Regions from separate parts of the Rattus norvegicus genome. Here region 1 is linked to region 2. A link is a contact called in public Hi-C data. All regions are on one chromosome and are shown on one strand. Each heading gives the region's core, a stretch centred on a gene start, on an enhancer-like site or on the middle of the called end of the contact. The rest is flanking DNA. Distances are from core to core; before and after follow the strand shown.

Region 1 (7,168 bases), core at 2,902-5,401, 180 kb before region 2:
CCTTAGCCTCAGAAGTCAGTAGGGATGAGCATATCTTTTATATTTTATAACTAAATCTATAGATGTTGCTTTATTATCTTTGTTTCCAATTTTCACATGATTCATCCCTGTGTATATTTCAGGAGAATGAAAGGTTTACTTAAAAGCGATTATGTTTCAATTTCCCTTCCCTCTCTGGTAATCATTTTAATATGGCTGTTTAAACTTCAAGCATTAAAACCTCAAGCAAGCAGGGCTTTTAGGCCTTCATGATCTGGCCATCTTCACGATCTTCACATCCCTCCTTTATCCTTGGGGTATTTGAAGATACAATATCTGAGTTGCTAGAGAACACTGGCTCCTCTCCTCTCTCCTTTGACCTCTGCAGACCCCACTGGTCTCTTCATCTGTGTGCATCAACTTCCACTAGGTCTGTCTCAACTGGAAGATCTAGCATTCCTACACACCTACGTTATCCATCAATGATGACAGTTGATATCTCTTTAAGTACTATTATTTATTTATTATTTATATTATATGTATTGTTTCATATATGTGTGTGTGTGTGTGTGTGTGTGTGTGTGTGTGTGTGTGTGTGTGTGTGTGTAGGTCAGAGGTTAACATTGGATGTCTTCTTTAATTGCTCTCTATCTTATTTTTTTGAGGCAGTGTCTCTCCCTGAACCAGGAGCTCATCAATTTAGCTAGACTAGCTAACAAGCCCGAGAGAGACTCCTAGCTTCCTTGCTCCAATGGGGGGATTGGAAGTGCATGGTACTCTGCCTGGCTTTTTCTGTAGGTGCTAGAGGTCTGAACTCAGTTCCTCTTACTTGTGTGAAAACATTTTAGCAACTAAACCCATTTCCCTGGCTGATTTTGTGGCACCTTTATTTCTTGTACCTCAAAAAAAATTTTAATTCATTTTCTTTCAACTACTCTGTAATATGTAAGACTCCTTTCTTCTTGCACCTTCACTGAGTTAGTGTGTGTGTGTGCATGTGCGTGCATGTGTGTGTGTGTGTGTGCGTGTGTGTGTGTGTGTGTAACAAACTTCATGGCTGGCAGTGATGAGAGATAAGAATTAAACTCTGCCCTGTCTGACTTATTTAGTGGTATTAGGCCAAACTTCAGGAGTCTGACACCAGGTAGTTTATTTAAGTCATATTTAAGCACAGTGCAAATTTAGAAAAAGGTTTCCAAATGAGCTGAGTTCTGGGTATACAACAATGCTAAACACATGTTTGCGTGGAAACTCTTTTCAAAGTGTACACACACACACACACACACGCACGCACACACACATATACACACATATACATACATACACACACATACACACACACACACACACACACACACACACTCACACACACACACGGCCTTCTCTACAAAAACGAGTTCTGTTGAGTCAGTTACTGTCCAAGATAAGGGTCTGAGGAGAATGACTGGGGTAAACACAGTGCTGGAGGGAGTCAGGATTAGCCTGGCCCTAAGTTAACAGAAGTTACGCAGGCTGTCTAGTTGGTGGGAACTACAAGTGATGTCTCTTACAAGATGAGTTTTATGAACTGAGAAGCAATGCTCAAGATTTAGGGGCGGTGGGAAGTCGGGGATAAACAGACATAACATTTGGGTGAAGTCTGGCCCTACAGATAGCAAGGTCACCAGGTCATAAGCTAAATCCTTTCCCAGGATTCTGTGTGGGATGGCAAACATCTCCTTCCTTTGAAGAGACAGGCCTGCATGTTTAACTTTCCTGGGTTTTTCAGTCCTTATCTGTGTGCACCAGGACCTCTGAGCCACTCTCCTTCCCAATAGTTTCTTCCTTCTATTTGTCTTCCCTATTTGGTGAGATTTGGATTTCTGTTCTGGGAACTTTTTCCCACTGTAGTCCAGCTTTAGCCTGGTGATAACAACGTCCTGGGGTGAGCCCCACATGAACAGCGATGCCATTAGCACCTTTCTGATGTACACATTCAGTGGAGGTGACATATTTCTTCTTGTAAACCTGGGTTGCTTTACATGATGACTTCCGTAAGTGTCCTTCTACAACTTGAACTTCATCGTCCATCCAGATGAGCATAGATCTAACATTACCCTACTGCCACAGTTCTTTGGAAAGAGTGGGAGCAAGACATAATCTTCCTTCAAATGTGAAAGGATACATCAAAATGCATTCTATGGTTCTTGCTTTGGTCAGAAGTCACAAAGGTATTGAAATGGTGTTTTTTCAGTTTATTAAAAAAAAGAGATTTCTAGATATTCAAATAGTTTCAGTGGCATCTTAATGACATCATACTGTCTTTCACTTAAAATAATACCATGACAAAGATGAATGTTTTCTTAAAGAGTAGAATAATATCCAAATTTGTTTGTTTCTTCTTGTCTTCGGTTAAATGCTTATAAAAATTCTTCAAGTTGTATAGGAAAGAAATGTATTTATATTGAGGTCATACATCACTATCACTGTCTCTACATCTATCTGAAGCTAGGGTGCAAACACTGGTCCTTGCCTCTGTCACTTCATGGGTCTTGACTGCAGAATATCCGACCGTTAGACCGTTGGCTAGGCTGTTGATCCATCTTCTTTTCGTATGCGCTCCTATCTTTCCTGACATGTTTCTTCATTCCCTCTTCCCGCCATCATTCTGTGCACTGTACTCAGACTCCGGCTCTGCATGACCTACCAGGCAGTCAGCAAAGAACGTGACGCTTTGCACTCAAAGCGAGGACCGTGAAGACAAGCGTATAAAGGATGGATTGTGTTAGATAGACGCGAATGAATGCTGTTTATCACAAGCACAGAATATTGGCGCCCAGAGGGGGAGTCAGGTACATTTGAAGAAAGGTATTAACTCCCAGACAGAAGTGATACTCAAGGCCCTGAAGTATGAGGGCTATATGTTAGGCTTAAGGAGAATAGAGCAAACTCAGGGACAGCTTATTCCAATACAGCGGATTTATAGAGGGGAAGTTTGAAAAAATGTCTAGTGTTTTAATGCATATACCACAACCTTCCAGGCATTTAACAAAAACCATTAAAAAGAGCAGACACTTGAGCATGGCTAAATAACTGGTAATTACTTTGACCCACTGTATCCAATCAATTTTTGACAATAAAAATACAAGTTTCCGAAGACCTGAAAGTATTTTTCTATTAGATATTGAATTTGAAGGTAGTAATTCTAGTATGTCAGAATTAGAACCTCTAAACCAACGGATCATCACAAGTGGGAATTCTTTTCCCTCTCTCTTTTAGTTTAAGCAGTTGGCTTGAGATAGCTAATTGATTCACAGGACAAATATTTATTAAGCATTTCTTATGTGCATGCCCTTGTCCTCCAGGGATTGACTGAAGGGAAGCAAACAGTGGTGATGTGGTCTGATAGGACTTTTGTTAGAAAGAGGCTGAAGAAGCAGAGGATCCCTTCCTCTGGGCAGTGGCAGATGATGTGAGAGATGAGGACCCCTGGTCATGATGGGTTTCTCAGAAGAATGAATACTTGAGCTGAGTCTTGAGAACAGAAGGAAATTAGCCAGGCAGGGGATAAAGTCAATGACGCTGTAAATACTCAAAGCACATAGGAAACTACAGGGGCATGGTACATTTGGGAACTGGGCAGTAGATTCTTTGTGTTTGGATCGGATGGTGCATGTTGTTGAGCAAGAGATCAGCCCCAAGAACAGCCAAGGCCACAGCACAAAGAGTCCTACCTAAGGGGTTAAACCAAACTGTGGGAACCCACCAAAAAAAAAGCAAACCAGAACTGGTTTAGAGGGGTCTGTGATGGCAGGTTTGTGTGGCTGTGTCAGGGTAGGTTCTGACCCGTACATAATCCTAGAATCAGGACGGAAACCTAGAGGTGCCTTTATAATCCAGGAAGAGGTTGCTGAGGGCTGAGCTGAGGTGTATGTGTGGGGGAATCAGCAGGCTTTAGACTGAGAGAAGGGAAGCAGTTTAAGCAGCTCACGCTTTAGGTGTTTTGATCTGAGGCAGCTAAGAGAAAAATACAAGTCCAGCACTTGATTGCATATGCAGGCCAGGCACTCCTATGAACTGTGGCATCTGGGGGAAACTGTATCTCGATGACTTTTGAAGCTCTGGTCACCCTTAGAGCACCCAGAACAAAGTTGTAGGGTGAGGAGGCCAGACTGAGGCGCCGTACTTGGAGGGAGAAAAGGAGTCTGCGCTCTGTATATGTGGGGAGGGAGTGCTGGGTAGGTAGATGCGGCTGTGGTTGTGTGTGGCTGTGGGTGTTTCAGCGATAGGAGCGAGGAGTAGGCAGGTATGAGTCACAGGAGTGGAGGCTCACTTGACTTTTCTACTAAAGATTTATTACATAACTTTTTAAATCCAAGTGTTCCTTAAATACATTTCATGTTGTAATCACAATGGATACAACACATTTAAAGAGAATGATATTTAAAATATTTACTCCAGTTAAAATGTGTAAAATAAATCTGTTCCTGCAAGGGCCCGGTCACAGCTGAATGATGCGCGGTGCTAACTTCACCAGTAGGTGTCGCTAAGAACGCCGGGAAAGGTGTCTAAGCTACGCCTGCAGTAAAATCGGGGGAGGACGGGAGAGCCAAGCATCTTTAACTAACTTTAACTCGAGTTTATTTCTCTCTCTCTCTTTCTCGATTCTAGGATGGTCCAACAGTTCGCTGTGGACTTTGAGAAGAGAATCGAAGGGTCGGGGGATCAAGTAGACACGTTAGAGCTCTCTGGCGGTGCTAAGATCAATCGCATTTTCCACGAACGCTTTCCTTTTGAGATAGTGAAGGTTTGTAACCAATGTTCCTTCCTCCCTTTGTCCCACCTCATCCTCTGCTCTCCTTTGCAGCTCTCTTGGTGTACTGTGATGTATCACAGGACCAACAGGGTCCTTGGAACAGAATCCTTTGTACTCGGAATATTCTTTTCTGATTTCAGTGAGTTCACAGGGATTACTTCAAGAAACAATACTTCAGCTTTTCCTGATATTTATCAGTTGTCGGATTTAAAATATTTCTGAGACTCTCTTACGGTCCAAAGTACCAGTGACCAAGATAGAAAGGGGTTGAATTTATCTAGTGAGGAAAATGAAAAAAAAAATAGACAACATAAGAAAAATTCAAGTGTTGTTACATTGACACGATGCAAAGGTTCCCTTCCATGGGGTATTTAGATAGGTTCCCTGTGAGTGAAGGGCATATTACCCATGACCAGCCCAGCACAAAGACATCAGTGTTGTAAAACGTCCCTGGGAGAGGCTCACTTAAGGGAAGAAGCTATCCATCCAGTTTGTCCATGGTTCACAGTGGAAAGCAACAGGAGCATTTTACACAGGGGTTTGTTATCTTATTGGGTTGATAGTCCCCAAAGAAAACTATGCCTGCTGGATCACCGAGGGGCAAGCATTAGATGTGGAAAAATAAAAAAGGAGGGCCTGCCCAGAGATGGATGGGCCATGTTTTCTGCCGGAAGCTTCTGTAATCGCAGGAGTCCCTTAAAGACAAAGAAAAGAAAATTACAAACACATGGTCGGGTACGTGGTCTTAGAAGGGATCTTGTGCAAGGAGGAAGCTCTGAAATGTCCATTTTTAAAGTTTCTCAGTCAAAATGATGTAACGAGAAGGAATAGAGAGAAATGGATGACTGTGGGAATTTAGGGGTAAGGTAGACAGGCTTGGATCAATTCAAGAGATAGAAACCAGAGGCTCAAAATTACTCCCCTGAGGTTTGTCTCTTGCCGTTGAGCGAACAATGGTGCCCATCAGATGAGGGAACTGAGGGAAAGTGTCAGTGTGTAGGAAGGAAATGAGAGTTGTTTGAGTTTGCTAGGGCTGATCGCTCAGTGAGGCAGCTGAGTAGCTTACAGACCGCGCCTGCCACTTGCCTCAATATGAGGAGGCGAGTGTTTATATATTGGTGTGGGAAGACGGTGGATAAATAGACCGTTTTATTAAAATGCGTTAAGTAAAGTGACAAACTTCAGCACAGGGCGCTATGGAAACACCACCCACAGGAATCCCAGCCCAAGTATGCCAGGGAGCCAGCCGTGAAAGCCGAGTTTGGAAGGGTGGGTAGCTAGCTAAGCGAGAAGAGGTAGGAAAGGGGGAGCAAATGTTCGTGACACAAAGGGAGGAATGACAGAGACTCTGAACCCTGAAGCCACAGCATATGATCGAGGCTTAGGGCAAGTCACTACTCCGAGATGAGAGCACAGGGGGGAAATGGACAGTGAACGAGGCTGGAAACGGCTGCATCCCCCTCAAAGCTGGATCCGGTGCTCTCTGGATGTGCCCTTCGGGACTAAGTCCTATGACACTTTGATCCTTCTTCCAAGTAGATTTGTAGTGCCTAAGACTTCTGGGAAATATTTATATAGCAATGCATCCTGTGTTGGCTTCCTAAGGTATTATTAATTTCCTCTTATAAAGAGGTCTTATGGTCAGGTGGTCGAAATGGCCAGAAAGAAAAGACAGCTGTGTGTCGGCCACCCATCAGAAGACACTCCCATTTATGCATTCTCCTGGGGCCTCCACTTTAGTGCATCCAGTGAAAGGAATTCTATGTTTCAAATGAGTGGCTGGGTTTATGGCCAGGAGGTATTCCTTATGAACAGCACTCCTCATATATAACAGAGTTAAAAAAAATTCTCTGATCCATTGGAACTTCCAAAAATCCCCAGTGTTCCCTGTGGCCTTGAACTCCATATAAACAGATGTTTTGACCATCTGGGTTTAGCTTACAAAAGGCATGAGTATCCATTTATTAATAACAGTCAAGTTATCCTCATTCTATACCCTTCAATAATATTATCCAAAAGAATTGAGTGTCATAACTGTGGCTCCCTTTGCATCGGCAGATGGAGTTCAATGAGAAAGAACTGAGAAGAGAAATAAGCTATGCAATCAAAAACATACACGGGATCAGGCAAGTGATCACATTCGTTCCTGTCTTCAAGCTACCCAAAGAAAATGAGCACTTCTAATGCCCAGTAAAGTAGTTTGCATCATCAGAAGAAAGGAGCGAGGTAGACGTCAGGAAAAGGAAACCTTGGTTTTTGACTTAGTGCAAATATTCTATATTGCTAGAGAGTTTTTAATGATGATGATAGTGGTGGTGGTGGTGGTGGTGGTGATGATGATCATGATTACAAACCTTTGTAGCCATGGCCTATACTCTTCCCAATAAGAGCTGA
Region 2 (6,471 bases), core at 196-2,695:
GCTTCCACTGGACAACCTGAAAGTCCGGGACGTGGAGAAAGGCTTCATGTCCAGCAAGCACGTCTTCGCACTCTTCAACACAGAACAAAGGTAAGACAACAGTGCAGCAGCTTTTATGGAAACAGTTTTTCTCTCTCATTTTTGTTTTTTGTTTTTTTTTTTTTGTTTGTTTTTTGTTTTCTCTCCAGTCAGGATATCAGGTACCTCAGGCTAGCCTGGAATTCATTCTATAGCCAAGACTGGCCTTGAACTGTTGATCTGCCTGCCCCCACCTCCTGAGTGTTGGGATTGCAGGCAAGTGCCACTGCACTGGCTTTCCTCAGACTTCAGTTTATATTTTTAACAAAATACGAACAAAATTCAAAAGACAAAAACACAAGTCAGAAAAATCTTTAAATCCTGGATTTCCACTAGGCACTAGAATCTCGCCAAGTCTTTTTCTTAAAACTACATTTTACTACCTGTGGTCTTCCATACCAGGGTTTACTGTTTACAAACTTGCAAGTCCTCACTTTTGGGGGGATTGGAGGGGGGAATTGAAACAATCCCACAGAAGGTTAAAAAGGTGGAAGGTTTGTGGGTGACCATTTGTAAGTTGGAAAGCACTGTCTCCATGTTCTTTTGACTTGCTTAAGATCACACAGTGCAGACCTGGACCCAGAGGTGGAGGCTGCATCAGGACTTTGACGTACTCCCCCTTCCTTACATACTCCATTTTTCTAACCTCTCCCTCCCCTGCTGCTACAGAGTACCAAGGCTTGATTTAAGGGCCAACCACCAGCCATCACCAGGAGCTGTGGTTGTTCACTAAAGCTAATCAGTGGAACTGAACAAATGATGCATGGGAATGTGCCAAGGTCGGATAAAAGTAATGAAGGGTGTGTCTTTATTTTGCTTCAATTGGAAATGTTACAGGAAAAATCTAATTTGCGTAAATTAACGAGAAGTGAGTCATCAGGTGGCAGGGTCTAATTTTAACCCATGTTTCCAGGCTACTTTGTATCTTGATTTAGCAATGAATGAAGTTACTTGATTAGGTTCAGTGAGGAGCCCAGGGTCAATCAGACAGTTAATCAAAACAGCAAAAGGAGACTTCTTCCTACATTCCCAGTCAGTTGCTCAGAGTGACTCAGAATACAAAAATACTTGGAGAAACCACAAGAACAAACCATTTAAAGAATCAAGGGGAAAGAAAATTAAATACCACTCTACAATGAAATACTGAAATGGAATTCTCTCCCTGACCCCCCTCCCAACCCTCGTGGAGGACTTGGTGTTATTTTAAAGTCCCTTGTGCAGAAGAAAACAAAGCAGAGAAAAACAACAAAATCCAAACAGACAAACACCACTGAAAATGATAACGAATAAGACTTGTCAGAGTAGTCACGATCCTCAGGAGCACAGCTCAGTACTGTTCTGGTCTCTTCTTGGGTATCGGAGGATCTGAAAATCCCAAGGGTGTGCTCTTCGGGAATTCCGTCATACCGGAAGTCCAACCGTGGTACCGCTCCACCCACCCAGAAGGTTCAATTGTTATTAAAGGGCTTGGAACCGGGAAAAATACAACTGTAGGTATTAGAAAGTACAAGAATCACCTAAGTAAGACTATTCTAAGTTTTAGAGAGCCTAGATCGTCTATCTTCTGGACTCCTTGAATTCTAAAAAGAGCTTGATTTCTGTCACTTCCCCAGAGACCTCGGCCACGACACAGACACCCCCAACACTATATTTGCCATCATCTTTTTCCTTGAGATCTTGAGCCCTTTGATTGGTCTTTGTGCTGTCTGAGTTTGCCAGGACAGTGTCAATCATAAGCAGGTATCCCCGTTCTGTTTTTGATTCGAAGAGAATTATTTGAAAGGTTTTAGAAAAACACTTGATATCCTTTGAGGAACAGAAAATTCTTCACGTTCCTCAATGCAGGGGATTCAGTGTACACTTTCAAATTGAGGCAAACTGATCAATATCTCCATCTAGAAGACTAATTTGACTTTTTTTTCCCCTTACAATCTGCTTGTGTGGTGAAACATAGGTTTTCTAATGAGGAGCCCTCCTCATCTCCTACTGTCAAGGCAGAGCATAAATACCATGCATTCTTGACTTAAAACTGATAGTGTTTGATTGAAGCTTTTGCAATTACGTTCACAAGGGAGACTGAGCAAGAAATACTCCTTGTGCACCACCCCTGGCAGCTCTGGGTATCAAGGTTCTCATACAATCACATGCTGTAAAACCCTAATTGTTCTTTGTGACAGTTTTGTTTAAAACTGGGATTAACCTGTAATTGGATGTTTAATGGAACTCACTACTAAAATCATCTGGATTTTACATCATTGAGAATTTAGTCTGGAAGGTTGTTTTTTTTTTTTTGCTTTTTATTTTATTTTATTTTATTTTTTTATTAACTTGAGTATTTCTTATATACATTTCGAATGTTATTCCCTTTCCCGGTTTCCGGGCAAACATCCCCCTCCCCCCTCCCCTTCCTTATGGGTGTTCCCCTCCCAACCCTCCCCCCATTGCCGCCCTCCCCCCATAGACTAGTTCACTGGGGGTTCAGTCTTAGCAGGACCCAGGGCTTCCCCTTCCACTGGTGCTCTTACTAGGATATTCATTGCTACATATGGGGTCAGAGTCCAGGGTCAGTCCATGTATAGTCTTTAGGTAGTGGCTTAGTCCCTGGAAGCTCTGGTTGCTTGGCATTGTTGTACTTTTGGGGTCTCGAGCCCCTTCAAGCTCTTCCAGTTCTTTCTCTGATTCCTTCAACAGGGGACCTATTCTCAGTTCAGTGGTTTGCTGCTGGCATTCGCCTCTGTATTTGCTGTATTCTGGCTGTGTCTCTCAGGAGCGATCTACATCCGGCTCCTGTCGGTCTGCACTTCTTTGCTTCATCCATCTTGTCTAATTGGGTGGCTGTATATGTATGGGCCACATGTGGGGCAGGCTCTGAATGGGTGTTCCTTCAGTCTCTGTTTTAATCTTTGCCTCTCCCTTCCCTGCCAAGGGTATTCTTTTTCCTCATTTAAAGAAGGAGTGAAGCATTCACATTTTGATCATCCGTCTTGAGTTTCGTTTGTTCTAGGGATCTAGGGTAATTCAAGCATTTGGGCTAATAGCCACTTATCAATGAGTGCATACCATGTATGTCTTTCTGTGATTGGGTTAGCTCACTCAGGATGATATTTGGAAGGTTGTTTTTTGGTTTTTTTGTTTTGTTTTGTTTTTATTGTTTTGTTGTTGGTTTTTTCTTTTTTTCTTTTTTTTAACATTTTTTACTAAGTCTTAGAGAATTTCATCTAAGTATTCAGCGTATTTTGACCATATTCCCCCTCATTCCCTCCCCCAACTCCTCCCAGATCCATCCCCTACTTCCCCACCTCCTACCAACATTGTACAGTTTTTTTTTTTAAATAACCCACCAAGTTTAATTTGGGCTGCCCCATTCCAATGGGTATGGGGCCATCCTCTGGAGCATAATCAACCTACCCTGCCAGAGGCCGTACTTCTAAAATCACTGCCTGTTCTTTCCCCAGAAGTCATCATCTGTCAATAGCTCCTCACCTGAGGCTGGGGCTAAGGAGCCACCACCACCAAAAGGTGTTTTTGGCAAGAGGATGATTAACTCGGACTTGATCTATTTAATCATTGTACATTGTAGAGATTGTCTTTATTTTATTTAGATGAGTTTAGTAAATTATTCCTTTTCTGTCAAATTCTCCACTCCATTTATTTTAAAATAAATTAGCCCCAAATTCCTTCTTGTTCTCTTATTTTAACATCTCTGGTGTATCTGAGATTTGGCATCTTTTATCCCTAATATTAAACCTCACCTCTTTTCACCCCCGATCACACTTGTTAGAGCTTTGGGTTGTTTTTAAAGAAACAGCTCTTGGCTTTCTTATTCTTTGTTGTGTGTATTTTTCTACTTCAATAGTCTCCTTTTCATTTCCTGCCACATTTCTTCTTCGTGTTTCTCTTGCCACACATATTGGTTATAATGATTTCACCCATCTTCAGTTCTGTTACTAAGTCTCCTGTATGATTTTCCCCTTCCCTCTGAGTTCCTCCGAAATGTGTTTTATGTCTTATAATGCAGAGAATTTTATTGTCTTGTTGTTGTTTACTTCTAACTTAATTGTACTGTGGTCAGAGAATGCGGTCTGGCCCGTTCTGAATTTTCTTAAGTATGTCATGCATGTTTGACGGCGTGTCTTTACACGTTAGAAGTGCAGGTCTCTGGGTCACGCTTGTTGATTGCATTATCTGGTCTCTGTTGCTACTATCTTGTTTTCGTCTTGACTAATTCAAACACTCACCAAGCGCCATTAGGCAGCCACTGTGTATCATGTTCCTCTAAGCTTTAAAATACAACCGTGAATGAAGCAGACAGAAACGTTTGAAGGCAGAGTGATTCCAGAGAGAGAGTTGACCAGGAAAACCATTGAAAAGTTATAGGCAACTGCACTTTACCCTCTTTGCTGTGAGTTTGAATAGTTTAGCAAGTCTTTCAGTATTCCTTGTATGTGTTTTGAGGATAATCCATGTCTGTATTCATTAAAGCTTAGAACTCGTAGGGTGGGAGTGGTGGCTCAGTGGCAGAATACATTACTACTTTTACAGCCAACATCCACATCAGGCTGCTCACAACTGCCTGTAACTCCGGCTCTGGGGGACCCCACATCTTCCTCTAGCCCCCATGGGCACTGCAGTCATGTGTACAAATGCACGCATGGACATATGCATACGCACACTCACATAACTAAGTTCAAAACAAGGTCTTAGCAAACACACTTAGAATGCCAAGTGATTTTAAGGAGCGGTTTTGCAATAGTCTTTATTTCTCATAATGGTCTTTTTCTTTTTTGTTAAGATTTGCTCTGTCTGATGTCAATAAAGCATATCTCCTGGTTAATTCTTTCTCAGTGTGCCTTTTAGTAGCATATGTCTGGAATTTTTTATTTTGAATATAATATAAAATCTCCAAGGGGAGCATTAATGATTTTAGTCCATTTATATTTTGTAATTATCACTGAGTTACTTGAATTTGAGTGTCATTTTAAGTCTTCATCATGCCTTGCTATATAATACCCCCCACCTCCTGACTTCTTGGTTTACTTTTCCTAAGTTTGGTAGTTGTACACTGTGTTTATTCTCTTTTACATTCTTAATACTTTAACATCCTATTCATCTTAAAGTTGTAAGTTAGTCTTTTATCCTCTTTCTAAAATAACCTGAGGCATTTTGGTTCCGATACCCCTCTTCTGATCTCCACCTCCACATTGTTGGTGCCAGGATTTGAATTCTGCCTTGATTTTCCCCACTACTTTAGTCAACAGAATATGCCACAAATGTAAACGTGGTAAGAGCTTACATTTACTGATGTAATTTCCAAGATACTTGTTCACCTTTCTTCTTGCATTAAATCCGTTTTGTTGTGGTTTCCTAGTTCTTCACATGGAAGGACAACCTGAAGAAATCCTGTCTGTAGCTTCTACTTGGTTAAAATCCTTAGGCTGGTATTTCTTTTCCTTAAAATGTTTTATTTTGACCTCATCTTTCTGAGTAGGGCTTTCACCAGATAGTAAACTACAAGCTATCATCGTTCTACCACATAGAAATAAATAGGATAGAATCTATCCCATTGTGTTGAAGGTCCTTCTCCTCCAGGACCAGCTCTAGAGAGGCTGTCAACCCATTGGTTTTCCCATTTTAAAGCCAATCTGTATTTTCTTGCCAGTTCATTTAAAGATCCCCTCTTGGTATTCTGAAATTTAAATCGAATTTTTCCTATATGGATGTATGTCATTTCCTGTTTCCTCTTCGGAATCTATGGTTCCTCTTAATTCTGAGAGCTCATAGCTTTCTAGAAATCTGAGATTTTAAATTCTTTTCTCTCTTTTCTTGCCTTTCTTGTTTCTCTTTATAAATCCCATCTAGATACATGCTAGAGAATTTTGTCCCCCACTCCCCTCACCGCCCCCATGTACTGAATCCTCCCTTCATAGGCTGCGTATTGCTCTGTGTCTTGCCATAGTTCACTTTTTGGAACCACTTTCCAGTTCTGTTGACTCATCTTTGCTTGGGCCACAGTAACTTGCCACTTGCCTTTGGTAGGAGACTAATTTTTTTTTCAAATTATTCCTTGCCTAAGGATGTGTCCTTTGGAGGGTCCTGGTTCTCACATAAGTTTCAATGTACTGTTTTCCCATCCTTTTGAGGACACTGACCATCAAGCCTTTGGGTTTCTGAAATGGATGCCATCCAGTGGCCAAGCACAGACATGTTTTCCTTTCTGGAGAGTTAACTAGGGAAATGTTAAGAGCTTTTTTGTTTGTTTGTTTGTTTTTTCTTTTTGCAATTTGGAAAGAGCTTCAATTCAATAATGCCTTTAAGTTTTAGATGTCTTATAGGAAACAGATTTTAGAGTTTGATCCAGTCACTTCGGTTGAAATGATGAGATTTTCATTATCA

Evidence for each region. Hi-C and Micro-C count contacts between places; a contact is called where the count stands out from the background.
Region 1: a contact with region 2 is called in a Hi-C map of the A7r5 cell line, with 2.6 times the contacts expected there. The contact joins two enhancer-like sites. A contact is called at or near these places in 3 of 12 Hi-C or Micro-C datasets (the A7r5 cell line, the Rat2 cell line and kidney).

What each region holds. Positions count from the first base shown.
Region 1 is chr13:77,205,329-77,212,496 of GRCr8, reverse strand. Dnm3 (dynamin 3) reads left to right here. Exons shown (of 21, transcript NM_138538.2): 8 at 4,630-4,765; 9 at 6,833-6,900. Among named protein-coding and RNA genes, the nearest start is that of Mir3120, 87 kb to the right of the region's middle. Within about 2 kb of position 4,151, at least 27 of the 93 cell types and tissues checked have an H3K27ac peak or open chromatin away from gene starts, as enhancers often do. A contact at or near this core is called in the A7r5 cell line, where this site is marked.
Region 2 is chr13:77,027,950-77,034,420 of GRCr8, reverse strand. It overlaps Dnm3 (dynamin 3), which reads left to right. Exons shown (of 21, transcript NM_138538.2): 16 at 1-90. Among named protein-coding and RNA genes, the nearest start is that of Mir199a2, 85 kb to the left of the region's middle. Within about 2 kb of position 1,445, at least 12 of the 93 cell types and tissues checked have an H3K27ac peak or open chromatin away from gene starts, as enhancers often do. A contact at or near this core is called in the A7r5 cell line, where this site is marked.